Regions from separate parts of the Oryctolagus cuniculus genome. Here region 2 is linked to region 1. Evidence: chromatin contacts called from public Hi-C data. All regions are on one chromosome and are shown on one strand. The core of a region is the stretch at or near the end of the contact, and the rest is flanking DNA. Distances in the headings are between cores, read along the strand shown.

The links. A called contact is a pair of places that touch in the nucleus more often than the background predicts.
Region 2: a Hi-C map of liver shows a contact between it and region 1, with 9 times the contacts expected there. The contact joins the enhancer-like site here to the promoter of LGR4 in region 1. A contact is called at or near these places in 5 of 6 Hi-C or Micro-C datasets (embryonic fibroblasts, liver, psoas muscle and 2 more).

The regions. Positions count from the first base shown.
Region 1 is chr1:38,905,375-38,913,294 of mOryCun1.1, reverse strand. It overlaps LGR4 (leucine rich repeat containing G protein-coupled receptor 4), which reads right to left and starts at 4,921. Exons shown (of 17, transcript XM_017345627.3): 1 at 4,216-4,921. The coding sequence starts at 4,400. It also overlaps a transcript of LOC103351120 not described here.
Region 2 is chr1:39,222,584-39,230,503 of mOryCun1.1, reverse strand. No RefSeq gene overlaps it. Among named protein-coding and RNA genes, the nearest start is that of BBOX1, 140 kb to the left of the region's middle. Within about 2 kb of position 4,228, at least 1 of the 8 cell types and tissues checked has an H3K27ac peak or open chromatin away from gene starts, as enhancers often do.

The DNA of each region.
Region 1 (7,920 bases), core at 3,672-6,171:
CTATACTTACAGATTTTCATATATTATCTGTGTTTTGATCAAAGTTCACCTGGATATAAAAACTCTGGAAGGATACACACCCTACACAAACTAAATTTGCCCTGAAATTTATGGATAATTCAGAAATGAAAAGATATCAAAACTCTTCTATCAATAAACACTTAATTACCGATTACTGACCTGACCTGCAGGGGGGAAAACACAGCAAATATCTAAAGATACATAAAAATATCCTTACAGACAATACTAGTAAAAGAGAAGGGTATACTGAGAAAACACACCTTAGAGAAGCTGAGATGACGTTTCCAAAAGAAAAAGCAACAGATTCTTGAAAAAAACACCTCAAGGCCTTCCAGGTAATCATCAATCCTATATAAAAAGTTCAATAACCTGCTCCTCTACAGTATACACACACCGTGAAGGTTTGAGAGATTATGACTAATTACGTGTGGAAGTGAGGATGTTGGGTAACTTTTTGTACAGTATCCAAATTACTGAAACAGAGTGATTTTATTTTCCAAGCATTAAGCCATACCCACAGGAAACAAGCAAGGCTATTCTACCCTAGCAAAGCGCCTTAGCTAGTCATGCATTCTGCAACAAGTCTCCATGGCAAATTTCCTAACACACACTTCTAAACACAAAGAAGGACGCCTGCAAGTGAGTGGTAAAAATCCGGCTTGTGTAACTTCAACTGAAAGAAGATTCTGCTTCTCCTGGGATCTTTTAATGAGAGGATCTCAACATTATCATCACCTGTCATCCTAAAATTGCGTGAGAATTAGAAAATCAGAGAACTTCTGAAAGCAAAAGGCAAGCTTAGAGATAATCTAGCGGAATTCAATTGTTTCAGTTTTCAGATAAGGAAATTGTCACACAAACACAAAAGTGGAATGACTTGCCCAAGGCCACACAATTACTCAGTGCCATGGTAAGGACTATCATTAAGGGCTCAGATCCACTACTCTCTTCATGAAGGCACAGAAATAGCTTTTATAATCTTAGAACTAGGCACGAAGGATATCTAGGATGTGAAAATTTGTGCTCCAGGTCTATGGATCTCAACCTTCACAGGTGTATCGTTGGTTACACCAAAGGACAACACACAATCTCCTCCCCATCACCACTGTGACTTCATCTCTTTCTCCCCTAATCTTGGAATATAACTGATTAATGTAACTGGTACCTCTTAACATAGGCATAACTTCAAACCCCTTTGTTAAAATAAATGTTGGAATCCTAGATTTAGTAAGATTACCTTCTAGCACACATCTCAGGGTAAACTGTGAGAAGCCAGTGTATTGTGACATAAGATTGAAAACTGCTGTTCAAAAACATAGATAATTCCTACAGGTGCAGCAAATGGTGTGAATGTGGGAATCCCATCAAGAACACTGAGGATTACATCTGAGTCTGTCCCCAGACTCAGGGAAGGCAGCTTTCAGCAGGTAACAGGCACGGTTAGACTGAACAAGTTTAAACGAGCCTAAAGGAGAAGCAGGTATCCCTCTCTCTGAGGCCTTCTCAAATCTGGACAAAAGGCTGAGTGCTGAGGAGGCTGGATTTGACAGCCCTTCATGGGAATGGTGTCTGAGTTCCAAATCCCAGTTCTGCTCCTCAGTGTAAAGCCTTACGTACTTACTCACTCACTCCAGCTTTGTAAATGCCTGCTGGGTACTAGCTGTGTGGACTCCAAATTGCGTAAAATAAAATCCCTGTTCTCTGTTAGTCCCAGGTATCCAACGTAGGATGGAGAAGTGAAAGTGCTACCAATGAACAAGTCCTTGATGCATAAGGAACTTAGATTAATAATTATAGTTTTGACTTTTTAATTTCTATTTTTATGTTGAATTTTATGGTTAACTAAACACGCTTTGGTGCATATGCTGCAGAAATGAAGACCAGGGAATCAAAAGTTAGGGCTCAGAGAATTAGTTTCTTGGTATCAGTGGCTCACTCACTACAGCTGTGATGGAAGAGCAGCCTGGACGTCCTTGGAAAGAGACTCCAGGTGGTGCCAAGCTATCGTGTAAGATCCACTGGAGTGTGCACACCTGCAGCACCTGCCCCTTCTCAGACACGGCTTGGAGAATCACTACACTAACTGGTTTCCTCATGAGTAAAATACAAGCAGACAGCCCTTGAAAACTCTTAAGCAGGCTGCTCATGGAATTTATACTTTTGAGGGTGAGATGAGGAGTATTAGGATGAAGTAAGGAGTGGCTGGTATGTACTGTCATGCTACCTCTGGGTCACAAATCAAAGAAAACAGCGCATTTGCTCACCACTGCAACTCAGGAAGTGCCGCCTGCCTTGATGCTGGTCTAGGCAATCTCATCTGGACTGGTGTCTATCTGTTCGCAGTAACTTTCGTGAAGCTCAGAGTTGGAGATACAGCACAGCACTCCCTTTCTGAGTTCTCATAGGAAGTTGTCTTGGTGCTCTAGAGGGAGGAGCATGCACTCACAAAAATGTGCTATTTCTTTGCAGTTTTAGGTACTAATATAAAGAAAGCTCTTTTCCTCATATGGCAAGGTAAGTCTGTTTACTAAATTTCAAGGAAGCTGCTAAACAAGGTCTCACTAGTCAAAACACTCAAATCCTGCTTCTCTATTATATGAGAGCCTTGAAAGAGGTTCAGGTAAAGGCACCTCTCTCTCTTGGCACCAATTCCCTAAATGTTTCTAGAAGATTTTGAGGTGGGGGGGCTCTATCTTCTAGTCCCTCACCTCATTGTCACTTAATGACCCTTTGTGAACAAAATGCTCTTTACTGCAAAGCTAACGTGTGTGTGTGTGTGTGTGTGTGTGTGTGAGAGAGAGAGAGAGAGAGAGAGAAAGTTAAAGTTCACCATGCTGAAGGAAAATGGCTTCAAATGCCTAACACCTGAAGGGGGGGACCGAAACAGATTCCAAGGCCACAGGCCTCCATGCTGCCTAAAATGCCACCCGGGGAGGGCAAGCAGAACACCTGGCCACCACCCACCTGGAGCTACAGCCTGGCCTGCATAGAAAGGATTTCTTCACAGGGCTGTTACTGCTTTTAATGAGACTGTCTATTTCTAAGAGGTCCCTTTCGGTAGCAATAAGGGAAAAGGAAATTCCCTTTACCCATGGGCCTCCCTGACTCCCTTCCTCTTGCAAACAGTCCTGTCCCAGCTCCTGATGTAATCGCTGCACTGGCCACACAACACAAGAACAAGAGCACACAAGCCCTGCACTCCCTCACCCTATTCTTCCTCTATCGGCGGCATCTGCCAACACCACCTCCAGCACCTATGTCAGATTCTTTTCGGAGGGAAACCTCTAAGCGCTCAGGTTCCCGTTGGAGGAGGGAGCACTCGAGTGGCCGAGCCTTTTGAGTGACTCCCCGGAACACAAGCAGCTTCAGAGAAGTTTTTGCTGGTTGGGTGCAGCAGAAACCTGGCGCCTGCAGTGCGCGCAGCGGCTGAACACATGCTCCCGGGCTTTCTCTCCCAACACCCTGCACCTGGGGTCAGCATTCCTTCGGACAGGCCTCTCTGGGGACAGGCGTATTTTCACCAGCACAAGCCTGTCATTTCCCCGTTCTTGGCTCCTGGCCTCCCTGCGTGCTCCAGAACCCTGGATCTTTGTGGGTGAGCCCGGGAGTGGAGCCGGGCCGAGGTGCCAGGTCGCACTCCGTGGATGGGGCCAAACTGAAAGGAGACTGGCGCGGACTGCGATGCAGGTGTTTTTTTCTCCACACGTGCCGGAGCCCGGGAGTCCCCAGGTGAGTCCCCAGAAAACGTGCCTCGGTGTGCACTCAGGCCAAGTTCTCGGCGCCCTGGCCCCCCACCAGTGGCGAGACCTACCCTGCTGAGCAGGAACCCGCGAGAGCAGGTTGCCAGGGACAAGCGTCTCCAGATGCCGCCTTGGCCCCAGACACACCTGAGTGTGGGGTGTGTGTGTGTGTGTGTGTGTGTGTGTGTGTGTGTGTGTGTGTGTGTGTGTGTGTGTAGGGGGGCTGACTGAGCCGGAAAAGGCTGGGCAAGAGAGCTGCTCGCGGCTCGCACCGCACCCGCAAAGTTTGGAAAGCACGCACGCAGAACTGGAGAGAGTGGCCAGCACCCCCACACAGGTGGCGGCGCCCCCCAGTCCCTAGGGCGCTGGGGGTTGGCAGACAGGCACGGCCGGCCCGGATCCCGCAGCGGCCCCCGCAAAGCCTCCCTCTCGCGCCCCAGTCGCCCGCACTCACAGCGCTTGGGTGAAGGCGCTGAGCCCCTCGGGCACGGCCGTCAGCCCCTTCCCGGAGCAGTCCACCCGACGGTCGCCGTCGCAGCTGCAGGGCGCCGCGCAGAGAGGCGGCGCCGCGCCGCTGGGCCCGGCCGAGCCGAGCAGCCCCAGGGCGAGGAAGCAGAGCAGCCCCAGCGGGCCCGGCATTGCTGCAGCCGCCTCCCGCGCCGGCCTCTCCCGGGCGCCGCTCGCTCGGCCGCCCTCCGACGCCCCCCCGGCGCTCCCGGGCAGCCGGCCTGCGGGCTGGCGCGGGGGCTCTCTCCCTCGGCAATTCGCGCGGGCTCGGCGCCTTCACCAGCCAGCCGCAGCAGCGCAGGGACGCGGCGCTCCGGAGTTTCGCCCTTCCCGCTGCTCCATGGAAGCGCAGAGGCAGCCCCGCTCCTCTGGCGGCTCAGGCCAGCCCGCCCGGCCCGGCGCAGCTGCGGGGGCCGCGCGCTGCCATCGCACCCGCCTGCTTGCCCCGGCCTTGCCGCTCTTCAAGGTTGCGGAGCGCAGCCTTCAGCCATGCCGGCCCCTCGTCCCAGCCCCCGCCTCGGCTCGCGTACAAACACCCAGACTCTTCTCGCTCTCTCCCCGCCGCGGCTCCAGCTCTTCCCGTCCTTTTCCCTTCTAGGGTTGCACGCTCCGGTTCCCAAGCCCCCGGCCGCTGGGTTATGCAAATCATTTAGGTACATGCAAAACTAACCCTTCTCCCGGAGCGCCATTGGCCCGGGAAGGTCTCGAGCTCATTACTATGCAGGGAGGGGAGCCGCCATTGGCCGAGAGTGGGACCAGAGGGGCGTGTGTCTCGGGCGTGAGTGACAAGGTAGTGGTGGTGGTAGTGGTTGAAGGCAAAAATCCCTGAGTTGGCTCGATTTGCGTGGCAGGTTGTGGATTGAAGGTAGGAAGATCGGAAGACAAGGATTCTGTTCTTTCCCTCCCCCACCTCCTCTTTTTCTTCCCTCTGCAGAAATTAGATCTCTTAAATTGGATGACCTGAAAAGTAGAACTTGCCTGCAGCATTCAGTTAAGTTTCAAATGACTCTCCTCTGTTCCAAAGGGCGAGGACACTGGGAGCTGTGCAAACGGAAAAAAGATTTTGAAGAGGAGGGAAAACGTTTCCCTTCATCTGACACAAAGCTTGGGGGCTTAGTTATACCCTAAATTAAAACACGGCACTTCCCCAGGTTCTTTACACCTATCTCGATGTACACTTGGTAGCCTAAATCTTAGCAACCAATCATCCACGATGCAAAGCAGACTCCTTTAAAATCGTTAAACACGGGAGTGTTGCAAGGGTCAAAGGAGGTGATGTTTCTGAGCAAGGGACAAATTCTCCAGACAACAAAACTGAGCGCTAAGTTTTTACCCTTGAGAAGCCGGTGACAACCTTGTTGTTCGGTAATTATCAGAGGTCTCTGCTTTGTTGGACCTTGAGTCCTGGTGGCCCACCAAACACAGAGTCATTATCTCTCCCAAATATTGCTTTATGGGGTCCTCTTTTCCTGTGTTCTGCTATGCCTTTGAGTAGCATTTCCTATATTGTAGACATGTTTTATGAACACGGCAAGAAAAGTTTTAAAATGTCACTCTCCTAGACAGTCATCTGGTGAGGCAGACCTAGGAGTTTAAAGAGAACTATTTCCATCACCAGCATATTCAGGAGTTTACCTTAAAAATAATGTGAGGTTGGGCACATGACTACTGTAAGTTTATAGAGAGTCAAGATAGAAAGTCAATAGATGAAGACATGCCTTCACTTCCAGTTTCTTCTGAAAGAGAACTTGAAGGCAGGTGGACAACACTCTGGTTCCACAGATAAGAGATCTGGGCTCTCAGATAGTGTGCTCTGCCTACGATTATCACAGAACAACTGGGTGCCCTGCTCCTTATCTGGGAGCATTCCTTATACCGGCTTCCACTAAGTCATTTCTATTAGTTCCTAGCAAATTTCATGGGTGAGTGAAGTGAGGAGACAAAGTTAGTTTCTCTCTAACTGATGCTGTTAAGATCTTTCTTTTTGAACACTGAAAGACGACAGTTTCGCTTGCTATGTATATCACTCTCTTCTGCTGTCTGACAAGTATAAACTGTAGTAAGTAATTATGCATCTTCCAAATAATTCATTTCTTTCAAGGTATGAGCATAAGAAACTCATGTAAAGCTTGATCTAAGATACAGATTGATTTGGTAGGCCTGCCTAAGAGCCAGGAATCAACATTTTGCTGCACATCAACTGAGAAGGATATAGGAGGCTCATGAGCCACACGTGAAGAACTTTATTCTTTGCTTTCAAGGAATAAAATCTTATAGCTGGCAACTTAAGTAAAGAAGAGATTCAGATTTTGAAGAAAGGAGAAATCTAAATTTTGTTGAAGAAATTCCTTATTGTCTTTCAGATGAATTCCTATAAGAAAGGAGGGTTCAAATTTGCAGCTTGCGCGAAACAAAAGATCAGGAACTGTTGTCTTAGATAAAGAAGAAAGAATGTAAAGTCTACTAAAGTGTTAGTTTTTTTTTTTTTTTTTTTTTTTTTAAGATTTATTTTATTTGAAAGGCAGAGTTACAGAGAGAAGCAGAGACAGAGAGGTCTTCCATCCCCTGGTTCGCTCCCCAAATGTCTCAAGGGTCTGGACTTGGCCAGGCCAAAGCCAGGAGCCAGGAGCTTCATCCAGGTCTCTCAGGTGGGTACAGTGTTTGGGTCATCCTCCACTGCTTTCCCAGGTGCATTAGCAGGGACCTGGATCCTAAGTGGAGCAGCCAGGATTCACCAGTGCTCCTGTGGGATGCTGGCATCGCAGGTAGTTGCTTTACCTGCTACGACACAATGCTGTCTCCAAAAGTGTTCCTGTTTCTTATAGTTGCTATATTATGTGTGCTAGCATTAAAAATAATACTGTTGCAGCCATCTGGGGAGTGAACCAGTAAGTGGAAGATCTCTTTCTGTTTCTTTCTCTCTCTCCTCTCTAACTCTGCCTTTCAAATAAGTAAAATAAATATTTAAAAAACAAGAAACTGTGGTTGAAACTCCTTTTGTACCCCTCCCTAATCATATTGTTTTCCTTTTTCCTCTCCCTGAGAAATACTTTACTTCATAATTATTTCCCATACCTATTTTCATACGTATTCCTAAATAATATATAGTATTATTTTACATATATAAAAAATACCATTCAAGACTGTCCTGTGACTTTATTTACTTATTCATTTGAAAGGCAGAGAGAGACAGATCTTTCATCCCCAAAATGGCTACAATAGCTAGGTCTGGGTCAGTTTGAAGCCAGGAACCAGGAACTCCATCTGAACCTTCCATGTGGGTAGCAAGGAGCCCAAATACTTGAGCCATTCCCTGCTGCCTTCCTAGGTGCATTACGAGGAAGCTGGATCAGCAGTGGAGCACACAGGACTCAGTCAGCATTCTGATACGGGATGCCGGCACCGCCAACAGGACTTACCCACTATGCCACAATATTAGTCCCTGTTCTTTAACTTTGTTCATTCAACCTATGAGCTTTATCCATGGTCGTGATATAGGTGGCCAATATTAAATCATTTTCATTACTATATAGTATTAAATTACACCCAGTATGTTAGAGTTTGCCATGGGACAGAACCAAAGGCATATATAGATAGATAACTAGCTAGCTAAAGATTTATCATGAGCAATTGGCTTATGTGTTTATGGATG
Region 2 (7,920 bases), core at 2,979-5,478, 320 kb before region 1:
TTTGCCAATTTAAATTCCTTTGGGTAAATTCCAAGGAGTGGGATGGCTGGGTCGAACGGTAGGGTTATCTTCAGGTTTCTGAGGAATCTCCAGACTGATTTCCATAGTGGCTTGACCAGTTTGCATTCCCACCAACAGTGGGTTAGTGTCCCTTTTTCCCCGTATGCTCGCCAGCATCTGTTGTTGGTAGATTTCTGAATGTGAGCCATTCTAACCGGGGTGAGGTGGAACCTCATTGTGGTTTTGATTTGCATTTCTCTGATTGCTAATGACCTTGAACATTTTTTCATGTGCCTGTTGGCCATTTGGATTTCCTCTTTTGAAAAATGTCTATTGAGGTCCTTGGCCCATCTCTTAATTGGGTTGTTGGTTTTGTTTTTGTGGAGTTTCTTGATCTCTTTGTAGATTCTGGTTATTAACCCTTTATCTGTTGCATAGTTTGCAAATATTTTTTCCCATTCTGACGGTTGTCTCTTCACTCTCCTGACTGTTTCTTTTGCAGTACAGAAACTTCTCAATTTGATGCAATCCCAATAGTTAATTTTGGCTTTGACTGCCTGTGCCTCCCGGGTCTTTTCCAGAAACTCTTTGCCGTGCCAATATCTTGAAGGGTTTCTCCAATGTTCTCTAGTAACTTGATGGTGTCAGGTCGTAGATTTAGGTCTTTAATCCATGTTGAGTGGATTTTTGTGTAAGGTGTAAGGTAGGGGTCTTGCTTCATGATTCTGCATGTGGAAATCCAATTTTCCCAGCACCATTTATTGAATAGACTGTCCTTGCTCAAGGAATTAGTTTTAGATCCTTGATCAAATATAAGTTGGCTGTAGATGTTTGGGTTGATTTCTGGTATTTCAATTCTGTTCCATTGGTCTATCCTTCTGTTTCTGTACCAGTACCATGCTGTTTTGATTACAACTGCCCTGTAGTATGTCCTGAAATCTGGTATTATGATGCCTCCGGCTTTGTTTTTGTTGTACAAGATTGCTTTAGCTATTCGAGGTCTCTTGTGCCTCCATATAAATTTCAGCACCAATTTTTCCAGATCTGAGAAGAAGGTCTTCGGTATCTTGATTGGTATTGCATTGAATCTATAAATTGCTTTTGGGAGAATGGACATTTTGATGATATTGATTCTTCCAATCCATGAGCATGGAAGATTTTTCCATTTCTTGGTATCCTCTTCTATTTCTTTCTTTAAGGTTTTGTAATTTTCATCGTAGAGATCTTTAACGTCCTTGGTTAAGTTTATTCCAAGGTATTTGATTGTTTTTGTAGCTATTGTGAATGGGATTGATCTTAGAAGTTCTTCCTCAGCCATGGCATTGCCTGTGTATACAAAGGCTGTTGATTTTTGTGCATTGATTTTATACCCTGCTACTTTGCCAAACTCTTCTATGAGTTCCAATAGTCTCTTGGTAGAGTTCTTTGGGTCCCCTAAATAAAGAATCATGTCATCTGCAAAGAGGGATAGTTTGAGTTCTTCCTTCCCAATTTGTATCCCTTTAATTTCTTTTTCTTGCCTAATAGCTCTGGCTAGAACCTCCAGAACTATATTGAATAGCAGTGGTGAGAGTGGACATCCCTGTCTGGTCCCAGATCTCAGTGGAAATGCTTCCAACTTTTCCCCATTCAATAGGATGTTGGCTGTGGGTTTTTCATAGATTGCTTTGATTGTATTGAGGAATGTTCCTTCCAAACCCAGTTTGCTTAGAGTTTTCATCATGAACGGGTGTTGTATTTTATCAAATGCTTTCTCGGCATCTATTGAGAGAATCATATGGTTTTTCTTCTGCAGTCTGTTAATGTGGTGTATCACATTGATTGTCTTGCGCACATTAAACCATCCCTGCATACCAGGGATAAATCCCACTTGGTCTGGGTGGATGATCTTTCTGATGTGTTGTTGAATTCTATTGGCGAGAATTTTATTGAGGATTTTTGCATCTATGTTCATCAGGGATATTGGTCTGTAATTCTCTTTCAGTGCTGCATCTTTTCCCGGCTTAGGAATTAAGGTGATGCTGGCTTCATAGAAAGAATTTGGGAGGATTCCCTCTTCTTCAATTGTTCTGAATAGTTTGAGAAGAATTGGAGTTAGTTCTTCTTTAAATGTCTGGTAGAATTCAGCAGTGAATCCATCTGGTCCTGGGCTTTTCTTTGTTGGGAGGGCCTTTATTACTGTTTCAATTTCTGTCTCAGTTATGGGTCTGTTTAGGTTTTCGATGTCTTCCTGGTTCAATTTAGGTAGGTTGCATGTGTCCAGGAATCTATCCATTTCTGATAGGTTTCCCTGTTTGCTGGCATACAAGTCCTTGTAGTAATTTCTGATGATTCTTTTTATTTCTGTGGTGTCTGTTGTTACATTTCCTTTTTCATCTCTGATTTTATTGATTTGGGTCTTTTCTCTTCTTTTTTTAGTTAGTTGGGCCAATGGGGTGTCAATTTTGTTTATTTTTTCAAAAAACCAGCTCCTCGTTTGGCTGATTTTTTGTAATGTTTTTCTTGATTCAATCCTGTTGATTTCTTCTCTGATTTTAATTATTTCTCTTCTCCTACTAGATTTGGGTCTGGTTTGCTGTAGGTTTTCTAGATCCTTGAGGTGAATAGAAAGCTCATCTATTTGGTGCCTTTCCAATTTCTTGATGTAGGCACCTATTGATATAAACTTTCCTCTTAACACTGCTTTTGCTGCGTCCCATAAGTTTTGGTATGTTGTGCTGTTATCCTCATTTACTTCCAGAAAGTTTTTGATTTCTCTTTTGATTTCTTCTATGACCCATTGTTCATTCAGGAGCATGTTGTTCAATCTCCATGTGTTTGCGTATGCTCTAGGGATTCCTGAGTTGTTCATTTCCAACTTCATTCCTTTATGGTCAGCTCAACTTACTTTTCAAGATTAAGCCAATGTTTTACCCCAGAACGGTGCATTGAGGGTTACTGAATCTTACAGAGCTAACTAAATTCCCATTTAGCTTCCCTTCCTTGACAATGGGAGGAGAATTGACTGGTGGGATAGGGCTAACCTTTTCCAGGTCCCTGAACATAAAAGGGTTAAAATACCCCTCCTCAGTGGCTCCCTTTCCTTTTTCTATGCCTCATTCCTTCTGCTCCCAGCTATTCCCAGGTCCTTCACCTCCCTCTCGCCCTCCCCTCTCCACCTCCCCAGTCATCCCCTGGTGAGTGACATAGAACATGGAAAATAAACCCCTGCTCTTCTGGGCTCTGAGCCCAGAATACTCTTCCCCTGATTTCTTCTAGCTAAATCCTGCTGTCCTTCAAGGCCTGCCACAAATCCCTCCTCCACCTCAAGTCTTCCATTATCTCTGCTGGAATGAGTTTTCCCTCCTCCGGCTCACAGAGCACTCAATTATTCATTCGGTTATGGCACTTACTTCCTCTGCCTCATGTTGCAAAAAGCTGTTTACAACCAGTCAGTGTTTCCTACAAGACTGGGAGCAACTCAAAAGCAAGGGTCTGGTTTAGTCATTTCTGATACCCCCACCTGCAGCTTCTACCATGGTACTTTGCAAACCACGGAAACATAGTGGGCATATTGGTCAAGTTGAATTCTTCAAAGAATCCAGCCTTAGAAACTCCAAAAGCACTGGACACTTTGTAAGCCTTCTGAAGCATGAAGTAAAACACTTTGCCTAGAGCAGGAAGGTGTTCATCAAAGCACCATCATCTTCAGGCAGCCTGTGAGCTCACTTGTTTTCCTCCCATTTTTCCTTACAAACAGTCTGCCTCATGTGTTTCCTTTTCTGCTACTAGAGCGCACTGTCAGCAAGCTTTGAGTGTTGATCCAAATATTGATGCAGGAAATGTTGGTCGGCAAGCCTGAGCTTTAGTTCCAGAAGCCTCCTGGGGTTCCAGCACCCTAACAAGTACCTGAGTGCCTGCTTGTCTCAGACGAGCTGGTGTGGCTTTTAGGGTGCCATGGACTGAGCACACGTTCCAGAGATGTAAAGATTCCATGCAAGTTTTGCCCTGCCACTTGGCTTGTCATTCAACCTTCTGCAAACTGTTTAACTTCTCTGAACTTTCATTTCTTCATCTATAAATAGGGACTGGCGAAGCTTGGGCTCATATGAAAAGGCAAATAGAGAAATACTTTCTAGACTCTGGATCTCTGGAAAGTAAGTTTCTACCTTGCATTTCAGACAATTTCATCTGCTTAAGGTGTGAATGTGTCTCTCCCAGGAAGAAAACTGCCAAGGCCCAGTTTGGGGAGAAGCATAAGCAAATACTACTAAGACAGCTGACAAGCTTAACTGCTGTCTCCACTGGGAACTCAGCAAAAACAAAAGTGTTCAATCACTGGAAAACATGTCCTCTTATTAAATAAGTTACTATTTCTTCCTCCTGCCCCTTCTCCAAGGCTCTCTGTCATCATCAGATGGGCTCCGTGGATAGAAACACCAGGCGAAAGGAATCCTGCCTCTGGGTATCTCTGGAGAGACTGCCATGTTGCTGTTGGCTGCCCTGCCAAGGGAATTCTATGAAGTTCAGTTAAGGAAACCCCAGACAATGAGGCTGTGTTACCACCCAGTATTGCTTCACTTGCCATATGCAGACAGGTCTGCAGAGCCAGCAGTCAGCAGCTGTGTTTACAACTTCCCACCAGCCTTCTTAATAAATGAATTCATTCCAGGCCTGTTGTTCACCCTGGGTAGGCTTCTGTGGCACAGGAAGGCCACGGGTTATCCCTGTGGGAGAACCACACAGCATCTGGGCCCTGTTCTTGCTGGAGGCAGTGCAGGGCAAGTGCTGGGAGAGGAGAAAAGGCTGGCTGAGAGGGTACAAAGAAGCCTCATGCACAAGAGCTCACCATGGCCTTCTCCCATGCTACAGACCATAATCAAGTTCAAAGAGGCTCTCGGTTTCAGTTTCCATGACTTCGAATATTTTGGCTCCCAAATTACCAATGCACAGCACATTTCGGACCAAATGCCACAAAAAGTATCCTGAGGATATGAACTAAACTCATGATCACTTCCACTGAATTATGACATTCTCTGAGTTGGAAAATGTCTCATTACCTGATCAGAAAGGTCTGAAGAAGCAGTTACCAGCTCATATAGCAACTCCCAGGGAGAAAAGAAGCCTGCCTTATTTTCTAAGAAATCCTGTTTCATAATAGATTCCATCATTGGGAAACTATAAAATAGGAGCCAGGGGAAAATAACTAGAAAATAGCCTCCATCTTTACAATTTCATTTTCTAAAAACAAAAATGAATATTTGTGTAATTTTAATGGCAAATGAATTATATCCTCAAATCAGGTGGCTCTGTGTGACTTGAGTCAAACAAAAAATCAACGTAACAGAAGAGAATCACTATCAAAATATTAATGAACTCATGGGGACAGCATTGTGGCATAGTGAGTTAAGCCTACACCTGCAACACCAACATCCCCTGTGGGCACTGGTTCAAGTTCTGACTGCTCTACTTCCAATCCAGCTCCCTGCTAGCGCACCTGGGAAAGCGGTGAAGGATGGCTCAAGTGCTTGGACGCTTGCACTCACGGGGGAAACCCAGAGGAAGTTCCTGACTGCTGGTTTTGGGCTGGCCCAGCACCAGCCATCGTGGCTATTTACGGAGTGAACCAGTGGATGGAAGAACTCTCTCTGTTTCTCCCTCTCTTTCACTGTAACTTTGCCTTTCAAATAAATAAAATGAATAAATCTTTTTCAAAATGCTGAATTTTGTATTTAGTGGTGGGTTAAGCTTTTGATTTTAAAGAAAATTGAAACTATATCATTGTAAAAATTAGCAGAAAAATAAGAATGAGGGAGGGTAGAAGTGGAGGGAGGGTTGGAGTGAAGGTAGGGTGAGAAATATCATTATGCTCTTTTTTTTAAAGATTTATTTATTTGAAAGAGTTACACAGAGAGAGGAGAAGCAGAGAGAGAGAGAGAGAGAGAGAGAGAGAGAGAGGTCTTCCATCCACTGGTTCACTCCCCAGATGGCCGCAATGGCCGGAGCTGTGCTGATCCGAAGCCAGGAGCCAGGAGCTTCTTCCAGGTCTCCCACATGGGTGCAGGGGCCCAAGGACTTGGACCATCTTCTACTGCTTTCCCGGGCCCTAGCAGAGAGCTGGACAGGAAGTGGAGCAGCCAGGTCTTGAACCAGCGCCCATATGGGATGCCGGCACTTCAGGCCAGGGTGTTAACCCACTGCGCCACAGCACCGGCCCTCAATATGCTCTTAAAAACTGGATATATGATATCCACAAAGTTTTTTTCTTTTTATAAATAAATATATATAAAAACTAATGATGTCTTAAGAAATTATTGTGATTAGAAAACTTGGTTTTTCACAAGAGACTACGCGTGTCTTTTTTGCAGGCAACACATCTAACAAAGTCTTTGTGACCTTCTCAGAGAGAAAAAATCTGCAATACCAGATGCTTTGTGAGCATGACAGAGCCCAGAGGTCTACATTCTAATTCTAGCTCTACCACCAACCAGGTATAGCCTTTGACCATTCCTATTTCTCTCATCTGTAAATGACAGTACAGGTAAGCATCCTGGTTCCTTTGCTTCCCAGGGCTGGTGATTCCAAAGGTGGAATGGGAAACTGATTTACAACCACAAAGGATGGGTACAAATGATGCAGATGGTAGAATGTTTAAACTGGAGAGGGCAGATGCTACTTTGGTAGAGGTGTGGTTATGTGAGATGAAACTTACTGTGCTGATGTTCGGTTCATCAACATTGCAAAGAAATCCTCGCAGTAAACCCATTTCCTTCTCAGTCCTTCGTGTCCTATCTCAAAATCTGTGTGCACTAGACAAATTAGGTAAGAAGAGAAATAGCTTTCTTTCCAGCAAAGAGCAGCAAGCTTGCCTTTCTAACTAAGCGGAAAATGATTGAGGGAAGGAACACAGATAGCCTTTACGTCTGTGTCTTTTGGTAATGGCTTTCCTACCATCGTGAGCCTCAGTGTGTTCTACGGAAGAAGGATAATGATACTATTTCATAAGGTTGGGGTAAGCATTAATAAGAAAATAAATAACTACAATAGTTCCCTAGGTAGAATAAAACTCTGTAGCTGATAACTGTAATTATTGCCCCAACAATGACCGACACAGTGCTATACCCATGGCAAATGTCCAAAGAACACTGCTACACAGAAGCCAACATACAAAAGGAGCAATATCCTGAATTAAGAACTAAACCATGCAGGTCACGGTATCAACCTAGCCCCTCTGCCTCTTCCTCAGTAAAATGAAAACATTAAATAAATCAGTTTGATGATTAATTTCTGCTATTCTACTCTATTTACTGATGATATTGCATAACACTCCTTTCATTATCCCATAATTTTAAAAAAAGTATGTATAGAAGCAAAAGAAAAAGTAATACTCCCAAGATTGGATTTAAGCAAAAATTGGTTTTCAGTGATCACTTGAATTACTGGTTTGCTACCACTGGAGGGCGTGCGGTGCCTGGTTGTAAAATGCCCTTCTAAGTTTAGTTCTTGCTCACTTCATTTTCAGTCAATTGCTTTAGAACCAAAGAATCAAAGAAACCAGTTCCTTCATTTAAGTTAATCAATGAGGAACTGCATTCCCTGTAGATGGAGCTGACAAAATCAACAGAGAGAAGTCTTAATCTGTCTGATAACGATTTCTGTTACCTTTGTTCCCCCATACTAGTTCCATACAAACCATAATGCCACAAACTCTCTTACCACGATTTTGAGCTCATCTTTTCTTTTCACTCTTGCACATGGCTTCTACAAGTTCCCTTGTCCTTTTTACAAATCTCCAGCAGAAACTGTGTCTTGGTGTTTTGTGATACGGCCCTAGCACACTGAATATGGTGCACAAACAGGCAACATCCTTTCAGTGGATTCTGGAAGTTTCTTTGATATTTTGATCTGGGATGTGAATGGTGCAAAAGGTTTAGGAAATGC